Regions from separate parts of the Mus musculus genome. Here region 2 is linked to region 1. The links are chromatin contacts, called in public HiChIP or PLAC-seq maps. All regions are on one chromosome and are shown on one strand. The core of a region is the stretch at or near the end of the contact, and the rest is flanking DNA. Distances in the headings are between cores, read along the strand shown. Region 1 overlaps Prkar1b (protein kinase, cAMP dependent regulatory, type I beta). Region 2 overlaps Adap1 (ArfGAP with dual PH domains 1).

Evidence for each region. HiChIP or PLAC-seq counts read pairs in DNA pulled down with a chosen protein or histone mark.
Region 2: a contact with region 1 is called in a FOXA1 HiChIP or PLAC-seq map of pancreatic cancer cells. The contact joins two enhancer-like sites. A contact is called at or near these places in 2 of 484 Hi-C or Micro-C datasets (B cells and embryonic stem cells), 1 of 115 datasets of contacts at active chromatin or transcription factors (pancreatic cancer cells) and 1 of 9 other capture datasets (embryonic stem cells).

The regions. Positions count from the first base shown.
Region 1 is chr5:139,085,588-139,093,396 of GRCm38.p6, reverse strand. The region is part of intron 4 of Prkar1b (protein kinase, cAMP dependent regulatory, type I beta); the gene reads left to right. Among named protein-coding and RNA genes, the nearest start is that of Prkar1b, 40 kb to the left of the region's middle. Within about 2 kb of position 3,741, at least 7 of the 459 cell types and tissues checked have an H3K27ac peak or open chromatin away from gene starts, as enhancers often do. A contact at or near this core is called in pancreatic cancer cells, where this site is marked.
Region 2 is chr5:139,281,419-139,289,227 of GRCm38.p6, reverse strand. All of the region lies in intron 4 of Adap1 (ArfGAP with dual PH domains 1), which reads left to right. Among named protein-coding and RNA genes, the nearest start is that of Get4, 33 kb to the right of the region's middle. Within about 2 kb of position 3,632, at least 73 of the 459 cell types and tissues checked have an H3K27ac peak or open chromatin away from gene starts, as enhancers often do. A contact at or near this core is called in pancreatic cancer cells, where this site is marked.

The sequences.
Region 1 (7,809 bases), core at 2,492-4,991:
CACCCATCCATCCATCCATCCATGCATCCATTTACTCATTCACACTTTCAATAGAAACTGCTTGGGACTCTTCCATATGTGGCCAAACAGTGACAAGGTTCATAGGTGTACATAGTAGATGGGAGCATATAGATCCTTCCTTCCTTCCTACCTTTTTTTTTCTTTCTTCCTGTTGTTAGTTTCAATACAGGGTCTTACTATATAGCCCCAGCTGTCTCAGAATTTGCTTTGTAGACCAGGCCTGCCTAGAAGTTATGGTGATCCTCTAAGGTGCTGGGATCACACTTGTGTGCTGCTATGCCTAGCTTGCTGCTCTCTCTTCCAAGGAGAGTAGTCTCTGCAGAGACTGAAGAGAGGTGTGGCTGAGGAAGCATCGTGCTGATGCACTTGGATTTTGCACTTTAAAGGCACATGCATTGATTTCCTAGCAAACCCTCACACGGCACGAGGGTTTGTATCACCAAGAGCTCCCTATAAACTTCTAAGATAGGGGTATGATTGCCCACATACACAGAGGAGGGAAACTGAGGCTGGGGAGATGGATGTCCTGGATCATACTCTAACTTGCCAGAGATCTGCTTGTCAGCTCTAAGCCATGCCCAGCAGTGGGAGCTGTGCCATTGCGGTGGGAAGCCTGGGCTTGTGCTCATGTAGTCCACAAGCATCCTGTAGACATCTCCTCCAGATGAGATCACCTTTAAAGAAAAATGGCATGCCATGAGCCACACAGACAGGCTGCTAGCTTTGCAGAGCTGCATTCTTATGGAAGAGATTCTTAGTCATCAAGAGAGGTTGCTGACATACCATATATGGTGTGTGAGATGGTATGTTCCTAAGGTGGAATGACGGTAGTAATGGTGGCAGAGGTGTGATGATAAAGATTGTGATTGTAGTGATGATCATGATGGTGAAGATGACAGTGACAGTGGTGGCGGTGATGGCAGTGGTGGCGGCGGCAGCAGCAGCGGTGATAGTGGTACTGGTGAAGGTGATGACAATGTTGGTTATAGTGGCAGTAGTAATAAAAGTGATGTTGATGGTAGCTGTGGTAATGATGATAGTGTGATGTGTCGGATTGTGGTGCTGATGGTAGTGATGGCTATGGTGGGGCTGATGCAAACGGTGATGATGATGGTAGTGATACTAGTGGAGGTGATGATGATGAAGGTGATGATGAAGATGGTATCAATGATAGGGGTGTTAACAGCCATCATGATAATGGTGACACCAATAATGGTCAGATAATGATGGCTTCAGAGGGAAAGAGGTCTTTCTTTCTGAAGAGCACAGCACTGCCAGAAGCCAACCCTTGTTTTCTTCTGGCTAGAGGTGGCTATACCATACTTGATGGGGACAGAACCAGGTAAAAGCCAGGTGCTGCAAGGCCCTGCCCAACTACTGACTGAAACCTGCCAGATGGCATCAGTGGCCTCCAAGCAGCCACAAAGCCTGTGGGGCACTCTCTGTCTGGTCCCCTGCCGTGGTGACTCAAGATAGGCTGTATGACTATGGCATATAGCTGGCAGCACAGTGGCGCATTGACGAGCTGACCTGTGTGATGACATAAAGGCAGAACAGGACTTTGCAGACTGAGGGAAGGGACCATGGGGAGGGGGAGGAGCAAAAGAAGATAGTATGGTGGAGGGGAGAAAGACAAAATACCACATTTTCTCTCATATACAAAGTCTAAATATACATGACATGAAGGCAGAAGGGAGACTATTGGGGAGGCAAGTTGTGGGGAAGGAGGTATAGGAGAAGAGTGAACAATTATATATATATATATATATATATATATATATATATACACATATATATATACACACATACATATATATATACACACATACATACATATATACATACATATATATATATTTAAAAGTGTTAGCATGAGCCCATTGTTTTATATGCTAATTCAGAAGTTATTCACAACTAGTGCTACAAAAATGATTGAAATCAACGTAAAGATATGCATTGCCATTTAGTATGTTTCCAAACAGTTGACAGTATATGCTTTTTAAATCTAATAATTATTTATCTAGGATGGAGACATGGCTCAGCAGGTAAAGGCGTTCACTGCCAAGCCTGGTGCCTAGAGTTGGAGTCTATCCATGTGGTAAAGGGAGAGATCTGACCCCATGGGTTGTCTTCGGACCTCCACAGATGCACACACACATGCACAGATAAATAAAATCTAAAAGAAGAGATTTAAATTTCAGCATATTCTCTTTTTGTTGATTGTGGGCTAGTGCCTTAAAAAGTCTGAAAATTTTTAATCTGAGAGGTTTCTGTTACTAGGAGAACATTCTGAGATTCCTTTACAGGGAAAAATGAGCGAGAAGATCATTTTACATGAGGATGCGCTGTGTATTGGGGGCGGTGGTGGTTAGAAAGGAAGCTGTGTACAAGCCCCAGCTTTTGTGCATTTCTCTCTGTACCAGTGCATTCTCAGTGACTGGTGCAGACCTACGATTCCTGGGTTTTAAGCAGCACAGCAATGTGGTAGTTAAAATGTCAGTTTACAAGTCTGTGAATTATTTCTCTTTGTAGCTTGTAATAGGGTGTTTGAGATGGTCTCTTAAAAGCATGTGAGGGAGCATAGAGTTTAAGAAAAATAGACAAAACATGGTAGCCATGCCTGTTACTTGGAAGGGTGAGACAGGGGCATTGCTCCCAGTCAAGGACCAGTCTGAGCTACATAGCAAGACCCTGTCTCACAAAAAAAAAAAAAAAAAAAAAAAAAAAAAAAAAAAAAAGGAAAAAAAAAGAAGAAGAAGAAAGAGGGAAGAAAAGAGAGAGGGAGATAAAGAGGAAGAGGGGGAGGGAGGGAGTAAGAGGAAAAGAGGGAGAAAATTTTGTGGGTATCTGTGGGAGCAGGATTGTGGGTAACAGGTATTAATGATTGTCACCATGGGAGTCATCAGGGACCTGGATCATAGAAGACACAGATGAAGGAGGGATGGGACAGGACAGGACAGGACAGGAGGCCATGGGGGACATGGGAGCTAGCAGGCTAGTCTTGCTTCAGTGGGTTGAGTCAGGATGGTTTATAAACTGACTGACAGTTTTGCTGCTAGGGCGGTGTTGACAGAGCCTGAGGCTTGAGTCACAGCAGCCTCTAGCATAGAGATGTGGGGGAGAGGGGGCAGGCAGACAGGTTTTGGCCACACAAACCTGGATGTGCTGCTGGACACTGGAGAGAGGAGCTGGGTAGTCAGGTGTGTGGCCCCAGATGAGTGACTGGCTACACCAGGTTTCTCTCATTGTCCCAGTTGTGTGCATCCCTGGTCTCCTGTTGTGCTTCAAACCTTTGGAGACACAGAGGCACCCCGCTGAGCATGCGCTGCCCTCCAGACACACTGCCACCTCACTGCCTTGCCCTGCCTGTGCTAATGACCTCAGGGGCCAACTTTCTTCCACACCGATCCAAAGCCTTCGTTCTAATTTACTTTGCTTAGCATGATTCGGTTTTAATTACCTATGTGGTAATGGCCGCAGTCAGGGTTTTGAATCAAAGTGTCTCTCTGAGCAGTTTCCTCCCTGAGAAGTTTTGGTGGCCCGTGGTAAGCCTGTACAACAGAAGACACTTCCAAAGTGACACTTTCATGGAGATCAAGGTTTAATTGTGTGGAAATGATGGTGAGCTGGCAAAATGGCAGGCTCACTCAAGGAACGTGGCCATGCTTCCTTTTCTCTTTGCAGTAATTTTATAGCCACCATTAGCATGAGTCCACAAGGACGGTGACTCAGTGTCCTGCCTGCCACCTTGAACCACTCGCTACTGGACTGGAGGGACAAAGGTCCTCATTCCTTTGCTTCTCTGGATGGGAGACTCACACCCCACCACTGTTCTGCATTGTGGGGTGTCCAGGAAATGACGGGAATGTGCAGAGCCACACGTGCTCACCTGCCCGTCCCTGTCACTTCGTCACTGACCTGTGAGTGCTGGAAAGGTTTGTTCCAGCCTTTGGGTCACTGAAGTAGGTCCTGCCCCAGGTCAGTATAAAACAGTTCTCGCTTCAAAGAGAATAAGGCTGGGGAGATGAGTCAGTGGATAAAGTGCCTGCGGTGTATTCATAAGGACCCGAGTTTGGATCCCATGTACTGCATAAAGGCTAGGTGTGTTGATGTCTGTAACCGTGACACCGTGTGTGTGTGTGTGTGTGTGTGTGTGTGTGTGTGTGTGTAGGGGCTGCAGGAGGCAGAGTGAAATCTGTTCCAGGTTCAATGAGAGACCTTATCTCAAAGTAAGGTGGTGAGCAATTGAAGGAGACATTTGACATCGACCTCTGGCCTGCCCATGCCTGCCCATGTCACAAAAGCACATACCATGCAAACACAGACTTATTGCACACATGCCCCCCACCCCATGCACACACATTACAGGAATAATAAGTTTATCCTGAACCAAATTTGAGTGACCATGACTTGAAAATACAGATGCAAGTTGCCTTGAGCAATGTGTTCCAACATGGAAATGGTTTTGGCACATTTTCTAAGTCATACATCAGGGCTTTTTCGAGTACAGCGCTGGGAGCATCAGACATGCACGTTACAGGAACGTGATGACATTGTTAGATTTCCCTTTGGTGGAATCTGTGATCTAAATCAATACATTCCGATGGGTTTCCCTGATAGTCAGAAGGATGTGGGGTCAGATGTGGAGGTGGGCAGTTCCCTGCTGTGAAAGGAGCTGAGTAGCCCAGGATCCAGCTCTGGATCTAAGACATCTCGGCTCACCACACGCATGCATTTCTTCCTCATCAGTGAGTCTGCAGGAGTTTCAAAAATGGGTGTGGCTTTCCCCAGGGACTGTGGTTCACACTGTACCCTCTAAGGTATTCGCCAGACAGCCACTGTGCGTGGCTGGGGGCACGGAAGGAAGGCATCCTGTGTTCTCTCCATCCTTTCAGTTGTGTGGAACGGGGTGGGAAGTCATACACAGGTTCTTCTTTTTATTTTTAGTTTAGGCAGGTTGATGTTTTGCCTGCATGTGTGTCTGTGCACATGCGTGCAGTGCTAGAGTGGACCAGAAGAGGGCAGTCTATCCACTTGCACTGGAGATGGGTGTGAGCTGTCATGTGGGCACTGGAAACTGAACCCAGGTCCTCTGCAAGAGCAACAGTGCCCTTAACCACTGAGATATCTTTCACCAGCACCCTGCCATACTTTTGTTGTTGTTGTTTGTTTTTGAGACAGTGTCTAACTATGTAGCCCAGGTGAGGTTGGAACTCTATGTAGCACAGATCTCTTGGTTCTTTTGCCTCAGCTTCCAGAGTGCTAAGATTACAGACTTCCCAAATACCTGGATCAGTATCTTTCCCTCTCCCTCTCCCTCCCCCTCCCCCTCCCCCTCCCCCTCTCCCTCCCCCTCCCCCTCCCCCTCTCCCTCCCCCTCCCCCTCCCCCTCTCCCTCTCCCTCTCCCTCCTCCTCCCCCTCCCCCTCTCCCTCTCCCTCTCCCCCCTCCCTCCTTCCCTTGACCCAGCCATCCTTCCTTCTTCCTTTCTTTTAACCAATAGAGATTAAAATCTCATTATCAGTGTGTGTATGGGCATACTGATCTGCAGGCACGAGGTTGCAAACATGTAGAGACCAGAGGACATCTTTCTTGAGTGGGCTCTCTTTTTCTACCATGCAGATTCTAGGAATGGAGCTCTGGTTGTCAGGCTTGGCAGCAAGCACTTTACCTGCTGAACCACCACACTGACCCAGTAGTACTTTTCCTATAAGGAGCTAGAGAATTCTGATGGCAGAGTCTTAATTCTAACGTTTCAAGCATTTCCATGGCTGAGTTCTTGAAGATAGGCAAGGGGCCTCAGGCTGGTTTAAATCCCCACCTTTACCTGTGCCTCCCCATTCTCCCCTCATCCTGTGGCTTTGCATTTCTCCTGGTATCTGGAGAATGTGGAATTCTGGTTTGCTGTCCCAGCTCCCTGCCAGAGACCTGGGGCAGGGCCCCTCTCCCTGCAGGAGCATATAGGAGGAGATTTGGGAGGGAGTAGCTGCCCGGGGGAGGTCACGCCACTTTCTCATTCCCAAATTAAAGATGTGTGGTGAATGAATCACGGGGCCTTTAGTCTTTATCCATCCCCACATTATTTATAGAAACTGGAAGACAAGAGGACTGTCTCCAGTCACCTCTACAGGGTTCATGTCCCCTTGTCCCAAGGCAGGATTTGTATGGTTCCTCTACAGGTCTCAGGTTCTGTGGTTCATTGGTTGGTGCGTTTCAGCCAATGGTGTCTGCCTATTCTAGTCTCCTGCTGACCAGCTTTCTGGTAAAGTGTGGGGATGTTTGGCAAAGACATAGGTCTGAGGAGAGCTGGGATGGTTTTCTCGTGAGGACTCTCTTCTCTTGAGGCTCAGAGTGCAGCTCACAACCCTCCTCCTAAGGTGGATATTCCGCTGGGCACGCTTGGAGCCACAAGGAAGTAGGGTGGTGGGTGGGCCTAGGGAGAGATGCCTCTGTCTGCTCCAAGCACTGAGGGGTCATATGGTATTTTGAAAGTGATTGGTGAAGCCCCTACGCCCTGTTCTTTTACAGTGCCACAGCTCTATTTCTAGGGTGGCTTTTACATCTTGCTTGTCAGTTCCAGTTTTAACAGTCTGCACCACGCTCCCCTTCGAAGCCACAGAGATGAAGAGGCTAGAGAGGCCTGACCTGGGAAACATGTCCCCTAAGACAGACAGACCTGGCCTCTGCTGTTCATCTCCTGGCCTAAGGGGAAGACATCGGCGTCAGTGAGTGCCATCTCCAAGAGGCACTCAGGAAAGACTCCCGCTAGATTTTAATGACCTGCCATGTTTACAGACTTAGAAGATGCCTCAGGGACCTGAGTGGTAAGAAGTGGTTCCACAACTCAACATCAGCAGGGCTGTTGATCTGGGCTTCAGGCTGACATTTGAATCCAAATGTGCTGAGCTGTGGAGCCACAGGGGCTTCTGAAAGTATTTTAGGTTTTTCTTCACGGGTTCGTTCTGAGGCGTTTATTAACTGTGTGTGGAGTGCCCACACTGGCCCTCTCCACAAGCGATGCTGGGGCTGCTCCCCGCTTCTGGGTGGGGTTTACACTAATGTATGAGCTACGCTTTTGGAAGAGCGAGCCTTCCTGTTTTCCCAGAGTCACTTTATTCACTAAAAGGTGTACACAAGAGCGATAAACATCAGAATGAGCCTTTCCTTTGGTCCATGGCTTTAAGACCTTGTAGCTGGGCTTGGGGGTCCAGACCTGTCATTCAGATTAATCAGGTGGCTGAGGCAGGAGGCTTCCTGGGCCTTGGTCATCAGCCAGTCCAGATGGTCGGCGTGCTTCAAGGCAGCTGGGGCTTGAGAAACGACATAGCCATGGTCTTCTGGCACTGTGTGCACACTTAAATATCACGTACCCATGAGTGAAGTGCACTTGGGTCGAACATGGAAAAGCCCATTTTCTCACTCAGTTAGATTCCCATCTTCCATGTGAAGATGTCTTGCTCGTGTGCCCAAGGCATCCCTGGAGTCTGAGCAGGAGGGCCGCGTATGGACTACTGGCAGAGGGGGACAGGGTAAGCATTCTGTGTGGACACTCACAGGGCCCTCATGTGCTAATGATCTAGTCTCACGATAATTCCAGGATGAGGAAACACATAACAGACCAGAAAGGTCGAGCAATTTGTCCAGTGCTGCAAAGCTCATGGTGAGGAGGCGGGGTGGGGTGGGGTGGGGGCTGCTGAGTTATTCTGTGGTATACTTTGTCCTTCTGCTCTCTGACTCTTCCAGAATCCATGCCTGCTCACACTCTGCTCGCTCCGTAGCGGCTGATGTT
Region 2 (7,809 bases), core at 2,383-4,882, 200 kb before region 1:
AAAGCAAGCGCTAGCCGGGCGTGGTGGTGCATGCCTTTAATCCCAGCACTTGGGAGGCAGAGGCAGGTGGATCTCTGAGTTCGAGGCCAGCCTGGTCTACAAAGTGAGTTCCAGGACAGCCAGGGCTATACAGAGAAACCCTGTCTCGAAAAACCAAAAAAAAAAAAAAAAAAAAAAAAAAAGAAAAGCAAGCGCTATAACATGGCAGTAGTGCAGTCTCCTGGAAGTTCTCAGGGCATCCCTCAGAGGGCCACAAGCCAGCTGGTCACACTGGGCTCTATAGACACAGTTAAGCCATGGCTCTCTTTACTTTAGACCTGGCTGGGCAACATGTAGTTCAGCTGTGAGGCCAGCTACTGTGTGCAGCCCTCCTCTCAGCTGCCCAGCTGAGCATGAATGGGGTAGGGCATCCTTGGCTGCCACCTGGGCAACGGGTTGGAGGTGTGGGTTGCTCCGGATGAGTCTGTTACCATGGCAGCGTGGGGAGGCAGAATTCAGCAGTGAGGAGCCTAAGGGACCATGGAGCAGAAGGAAGAGGTATGGGCAGAAGAGACCAAGGAAAAGTGTCTGCAGTTCTTCTGTTGGGAGTCCCGTGTCTACAGCTTCCTCAGGCATGCACTCTGAGCTACAATGCTAGAGGGCCGTCACCATAACTATGGAGTGGCAGGAGGTGGCATTATGATGACACTGTGGTTTCTGCTGGTATCCTTTGCCTGGGGCTGAACACTAACATCTAAATGGGGTTTGAGGAGAGCCCCAACTTGGACTTCTCCATTTTCTTGTGCCCCATACTCCCAGCAACACTACAGAAGGGCTCATAGATAGGACCCCTCCAGGGGACAGGATCCCAGCTATTCAGCAACCCCCCCCCAACCCCCATGTATTCACTTTTTTGGAAGGAGGGTTCTGGGTTTTGAAAAGCTGGGGTTATTGGCACGGCCTTTCAGGCTTGTTCCCTTTCTTTAAAGAGCTTTGCACTGTGAGCGGCTTCGGCAGAAGTTAGTGTGTGGGGGACACAATCTGGATCTACCCTGCCTCCACCCACCCTCTTAGCCCATGTCGCCTCAGGGTTGTGTCCAGAAGAGTGAGGCTCAAAGCCACAGTCTCCACACTCAAGGACCGGGCAAGGCAGTAAGAAAGCCACTGGAAGCCCCTAGGGAACTGGAGGACCTGGAACTGTTCATTGCTCGGGTCCCCAAAGGCCTTTATCACATCCAACCTGCTCTTATTGTGGCCTCTTCCTCTTTGCACCAACTCTCATACTTCCCATAGGGCAATGGGACCCCAGGGTGGCTCTGATCAGCCTTATTTCCCTCTTTTCTTTCTTTTGCCTCTCCCTCCTCTCCTTCTCAGGGCTTGGACTGGAACCATGAATGCTAGATAAATCCTGAATCACACCCCCAGCCCCTCACTGGTGGATTCTAGGCGGGGGCTCTACCTCTGAGCCACGCCCCAGGCCCTCACTGGGGGATTCTAGGCAGGGACTCTACCACTGAGCCACGCCCCAGCCCCTCACTGGGGGATTCTAGGCAGGGACTCTACCACTGAGCCACGCCCCAGGCCCTCACTGGGGGATTCTAGGCAGGTGCTCTACCACCGAGCCACGCCCCCTGCCCCTCACTGGGGGATTCTAGGCAGGGGCTCTACCACTGAGCCACGCCCCCTGCCCCTCACTGGGGGATTCTAGGCAGGGGCTCTACCACTGAGCCATGCCCCAGCCCCTCACTGGGGGATTCTAGGCAGGGGCTCTACCACTGAGCCACACCCCCAGCTCCTCCCTGGGGGATTCTATGCAAAGTGCCCCACCCCCACTAGTCCAGCACTTCTGCCCCCTCCTCTTACCAAACAGTACTTTCTCACTCTGGGCATAGACACTCCCCACTGCCTATCTGGGAAATGCAGAAGTCCCCTCAGATGGAGAAAGGGGAAATGTGGGGCCTCAAAAGAGGTGAGGCCGGGACTCTTCAGAGGAGTGGCCCCATGCTTGCCCAGAACGAACCGGAACTGTGGGTTCCAAGGGTCTGTCTCCTTACATGCCTGTGAGCAGGCGCAGACAAGATGCCCTGCATGGTCATTGGGGACGAAGAGTCATCAGGGCTGAAGGCTGAGGGAGCCAGCTCAGGACAGGAGTCCCATGTTAGCTGCTTGGGGTCTCTGCCTTCTTCATAGCTCAGCAGGGGCCCTAGATGGAGGAGTTTGCATCTGTTTCCCCTTAGGGTTTCAAAACTATCTGGAAGAAGTCAGGAGTGTTGGGGCTGAGAGAGACGAACAACAGTGTGACAGTCAAGCTAGAGACCAAGGGACATCCTCAACTGCATGTCAGGACTCAAAATGAGCAGGGACAGTGACTACAGTTCCCTCCACAATGCCCAAGGAGCCATGGGGACATCTCTGGGAACATCCAGCCCACACCCCTCCCCCGCATTGAGGGACACGGAGGCCAAGGGGTCATCCATGTGAAGTCTCTGTGTGGGGAAGTACCCTTGTCATGGCCCTGCCCTCCCCAGTGCACTCCCTATTACACAATCCCAGGCTTATTCCAGATTTATTCCAGCGCTGAGACCCTGTCCCTGTGAGCCAGCATGCCAGCAGCCACCGCCGTCTGGTTTTCTCTTTCCCCGCTGTTCACCAGCTTGGACGTGATGAGTGGCCTTCTATGCTAGGCTTCTGGCCCAGAGCATTGTGCTGCTCACCCACAGCGGAGCCTATCTTTGTTTATTTTCAAAATTCTTTTCAGTCTAAGGAAGTTTCACAGAAGCATTGCTCTGGAGACTGGTTAGCAGAGTCTCTGGCGCTAAGGTGTCCACTGACATCAGGTCTGTCTCTTGTCCAGGCCTGGTGCAGAGGCCTGCCTATTACAGGACGACACTCCTAGGACTGAGGAGCCACCTGGATGGCTGCCTATTCTCTCTCGACATGGACAGTGGCTGAGCGAGTCAGACCTGGGGCCTTGAGCACACGCTCCCTGGAACTGGGCTTTGGAGAAGTCTCTCTCAGACAGTGTCATCCAGGGCTACAGGAGGGAAGTAGCCCCTGGAGTTCCAGACGAGACAGGTGCCAGTGGCTCACTTACAGCCCCTGTCACATTTCCTGGCCTGCCAGAGACAGAGGCTGCTGGGTCAAGACCCCCCTATATCCCGGCCATCCTTTCCTGTGCCTGGGCTGCCTCTGTGAGGGCATGTCCTGGCTTACAGAGATGCTTGTCCCTCAGCAGGAATGAGCAGTGCATGGAGCCCTGTGACCATAGGGCCCTGCCACACTCTCTGCTGTGTGTCATTCCTCAGCCTAGGTCACAGTTGGCTGGAGTGTCTAAAGTTCCCCTCTGACGCGGAGATGTCAGGGTGTTGGGTGTGCCCTCATACCTGAGTGCACCTTGCTTTGTATCTGCCCCTCCCCACCACTGCTCAGCAAGGGACTGGGTGACAGCTGCCCTGGCTCCTGCCCCAGACTGTCCTGCCTCCACCCAAGCCTCAATGGCTGCCATTCACAGGGGAGGGTGGGCGTCAGGGCATGCAGACAATGGCCTTTGTTGCCCAGGACCAGGCCACCACCTCCTCTAACAGACTGGGTCCTGCCTGGGTCCCTCTGGGAGCCTCTCTCCCTATTTGCATAGTGACATTTAGGTCAAAGGTCAAGAAAGCAACAGCACCGGGATGTCTCCACTTGGTACAACCCCTTTTCCTTCCTCCCTGAGCGGCACAGCTCTGCCTGACTTCGGTTTTTCTTGTGTGCTAAGGCAGGGTGCTCAGCACAACAGTGTTTGGGGGACTGTTAAATCATGGGATGGCCAGGGTGAGGCACCCTGGGGTGGCTGGCTCGGCAAGAGGGTTAGGTCCTTTGAAACGATGAGATGACGGTGGAAGCTAGGTAGGGCACTCCTAGATGCAGATAACCCCATTTCCTGTCTTCCTGTCAAGCCTCCAAGGGTTCTATAGTGGCCTTGGATCTGCCCATGTGACAGGCTCCTATGAGAGTCACTTGTAAGATCAGCCAGGCTGTTCACAAGTACCAGGCTTCTTCTGAGCCCCATGTCCCAGACAGTCTGAGTGCAGTAGGGAGGTCTGGTGGCCTTGCTGGACCCCAGGAACTGTCTTGACTCCTTTAGCTTCACTTCAGCCCTGACCCTTTGGAAGATGGCAGAACTGAAGCCCAGAGAGAGGTGGCAGCGACGGTCCCCTGCCACCTTGTCCATGAGAACAGCTCGTGAGGTCTAGCTAGTGAGCTTCCTGGCGGCTGTTGTGTGACTCTGTGAACAGTATCTTCAGGAGACCAATTGCTTATGTACAAGATGGGGACACAGCTCAGAACCCCAGTTCCTGGAGCCATGGCCTGGAGCTGGCTCGCAGCACCCTCTCCCCACCAGGCTGTGTTCTGCTGGTTATTGGGCAATCGAAGAAGTAAACAAGAAGGGATGTGGGACACTCATACTGAAGGGTTCCTATGTATGACCAGAACACCAGGGAGTCTTGAAGCCAGAGCATTGCATACTGAGGACACATGCTATGGAGTCCCAAGGAAACCAGCACCTGGGAGGTGTTAGCTTGCACCAGGGCTAAGGTATCAGGTATTCTCCTGAAGGGAGACCCTACCTGACCCCACCTCAAGTCAGGGAGCCCCAACTGGACTAGAGCAGAGAACTAGAGCATCCATCACTGGATTCGGGAAGTCTTCCTGTGTGGCTTCTCAGAGAGAAAAGACCTCCCAAGGAGACACACAGGGTGAATAGATCTGTTCCCAGAGCCAAGCCGGGAAGTAGCAAGAAGGGCTGAGTGGTCACCTGCTGCCCACATGCTCCTGGGATCCCAGGTTCCTAAAGATGGAAAGCAACACTTCCAGGGTGCAGGTAGAGTGCAGGCCAAACATGCCAAGGAGGCCCTGCAGTTGCATGGGACTCACAAACATGGATCTCAGCCCCTGTCATCCACACAGCCCCTCTGTCTTACCTGGAGCTGGCAGGTCCCTGTGAGGTGGTAAGATGCTGGCCAATCAGAATCCGAACCTATACACACTGAAGCCTGCTCTTGGCCCCACTTACGGGTGCAGAAGAGACCCAGGGAGCTTCAGGACAGAGCCCAAGTGGCCAGAGCAGTGGGCAAGGAGTGGTTGAGCCCTGGGAACATAGAGTCCGAACATCTTGGGCATGTTTGCTTGCGTGTGTGTGTGTGTGTGTGTGTGTGTGTGTGTGTGTGTGTGCGCGCGCGCGCGCACAATGTGAGTACAGTGTCCGTGGAGGCCTGAAGAGGGCGCCAGATGCCTAGAACTGGAGTTACAGTTTGATAGGTGTAGTTGCCAATAGAAGCAGACAGAACTTGCAGCCTGAGGCTGGGTGTGGTTGCCCCAGTCTGGGTAAAGTCATGGAGTCTCAGTTTGTCTGGTGTCTCTGAGGCCAGGCTCAGTGCCGAACCTTCCACTATACCCCCAGTGGGAGAAGCCAGATGATGTGGATACCTGTCCCATTCAGAAGGGTCCCCACAGCAGTCCTGAGTATGGAACACACCCGACTGGGCTCACACCTTGGCAAGCTTCCTGTCACACTCATAGTGAGACCATGCGCTCATGGCCTTGAATTAAAAACAAAAGCACAAATTTACATATACCCCATGCAATTTACATACACTTTGCATATTCTGCTTGGAATGCAGTTCTTGAAGTCTGCAGGTTATGAAACTGTGAGTGCAGAAGGTACCGCATTGCCCTCCCCCACCCCTGCAGCCCAGTTTGCCTGCTGGAGATGCACAATGTGGTACACCCCAGGGCCCAACCTCTCTCCTGCCTGCCTTGCTGCTGGGAGCTCGCCCTGTGGGTAGCAGGGCCATCTATTCAGGGCAGGGCACCATGGTTGCTTAAATGTCCCAGAGTTGAAGGAAAATAGGTTCTTTCCCATTTGTAAGGATCAAGAGTAAAGTCTCTAGATCAGGTGTGGTTCACACCTGTCACCCCAGCATTCCAGAGGTTGAGGCAGGAGGATCATGACGAGTTAGTTCAAGGGCAGCCTGGGCTACATAGTGATACTCAACTTCCCTCTTCCAACTCAAAAACAAACAAACAAACAAACAAAAAAAACCAAAAAGAAATCCAATCTGGATTGCATGCTGACCATGCCACTGTATGGCCACAGCCGTGCAGAAGAGCCCTTGTCTCCATGTTGTCACCCCGAGGAAGGTGTGCTTCAACTGTAATAGGCTTGTAATGTCAGGGAATGGTGACTTCAACCTCACAGGGATGTGTGACACTGTGCCCTCTGTATGTGTGTCCTGTGAGATGTGGACCAATTACTCCCAAACTCCACAGCTGGCCCCAGCCCTGTAACTGTAAACCATAGGCATCTAATCAATGCTGACTAAACTTCATAGCCTCTACCTCAGGACCATCTAGTTCTTTCAGAGAGAATGGTCACTTCTGGTTCTACCTGATCACAAGTGTGCCCAGAAGGGTAGCCTGGCTGGGCTGCTGAGCAAGGTCCCTGGGCTAGGGTGGAAAAGGGCGATCCAGCCAAGCCAGTGGGGCTCAATACCTGTCAGCCCTCGGCTGGCCAGATTCCCATGGTACCAAGAAGGAAGCAGAGCTCTGAGAGAGGTCAGGCCAGGGATGCGGTCAGCGTTCGTTACGGGAACATCTCTTGTGTTGCCATTATGGAGCCTAAATTATAGGCATCGTGGCGGCTTGTCAGAATACTGGTCGGTTCCATAGAATATCAGCACATGGACCTGGCCTAGCAGAGGACCTACTGCTTCAGGGCCCTAAGCCTGATGATGCCCCGTCGGAGCCTCAGAGGGGCGGCAGAGTTCAGTCCAGCCCAGCTTGGAAACGGCGGCTCCCGATGTGCTCCTGCCACCTGCTGGCAACTATCAGAACAGCAAGCGAGAAGCGTGTTCCCGCTGGCTCCTAGGCTCCAAGCCATCAAGCATGGTTCTGGAGTTAGTTGGTGGGGGGTTCTGGGAAGCTGCTGCAGTCTTGTCGCCCCCTTGGCCCCCCACGTCTGGAGTCCACGCTCAGCTAGATATTGAAGCCTAGATAATCTGGTCCCTGAAGCTGAAAGAAGGCCAAGCCCAAGGTGTTTAACGAGCCAGTCAACAAACATTCAAAGTAGGTCCTGCCTGGGCTCATGGCAGTCATGGCAGTCTTGCTAACTAGTATCCAAGAAAGATTTGTCTGCCGAAGTTATAACAAGGGAGAGACACAAGGCACAGCGGCCACTCCATGGTCCCAGAGAGGCTCCATCCTTTGAGAAGTCGGAGGAGGGAACAGGACTCTTCTGGCATGCCTTGAGACTGATAGTCTTACGGGCGCCAGCTGCCCCCTCCCTGACGCCAGGCTGCTGCCTTTTTATGGCCACATGTCTGTGAGAGCACAGAAAATAGCCCCTTGTGTTTGGTGATGGGGACAGGGCTGCCTGGCAGCAGACAGCACAGGAGGAGATGCGGGGGGGGGGGGGGGGGGGGAGGTTGATGCTGCACTCCTACCCTTGAGCACGCTGCTGCCAGTCAAGGTTTCCCAGGACCCTCTTTGCCAATGAAAGCCACCCTGACACCCAGCAATGTCTACGGGTGGGGGAGTCTTACAACAGCCAGAAACTTAAAGCAATGCAGCCATCCGTCAGCAGCTCACCAGAAAACATTACTGCACCACTAAGGGATGTCCCCTGAAGGGGGGCAGGGCAGGGAGCCAAGAAGAGACCAACCACATCAGCTCCCTGTAGATGCATGGACTGGCTGGGCACAAGGAAGCTGGGCAGCAGGGAGTCTGGAGTGTATGGGAGTGACCATTTGCTTGCTTGCTTGCTTTGTTGTTGTTCATTTGTTTTGAGAC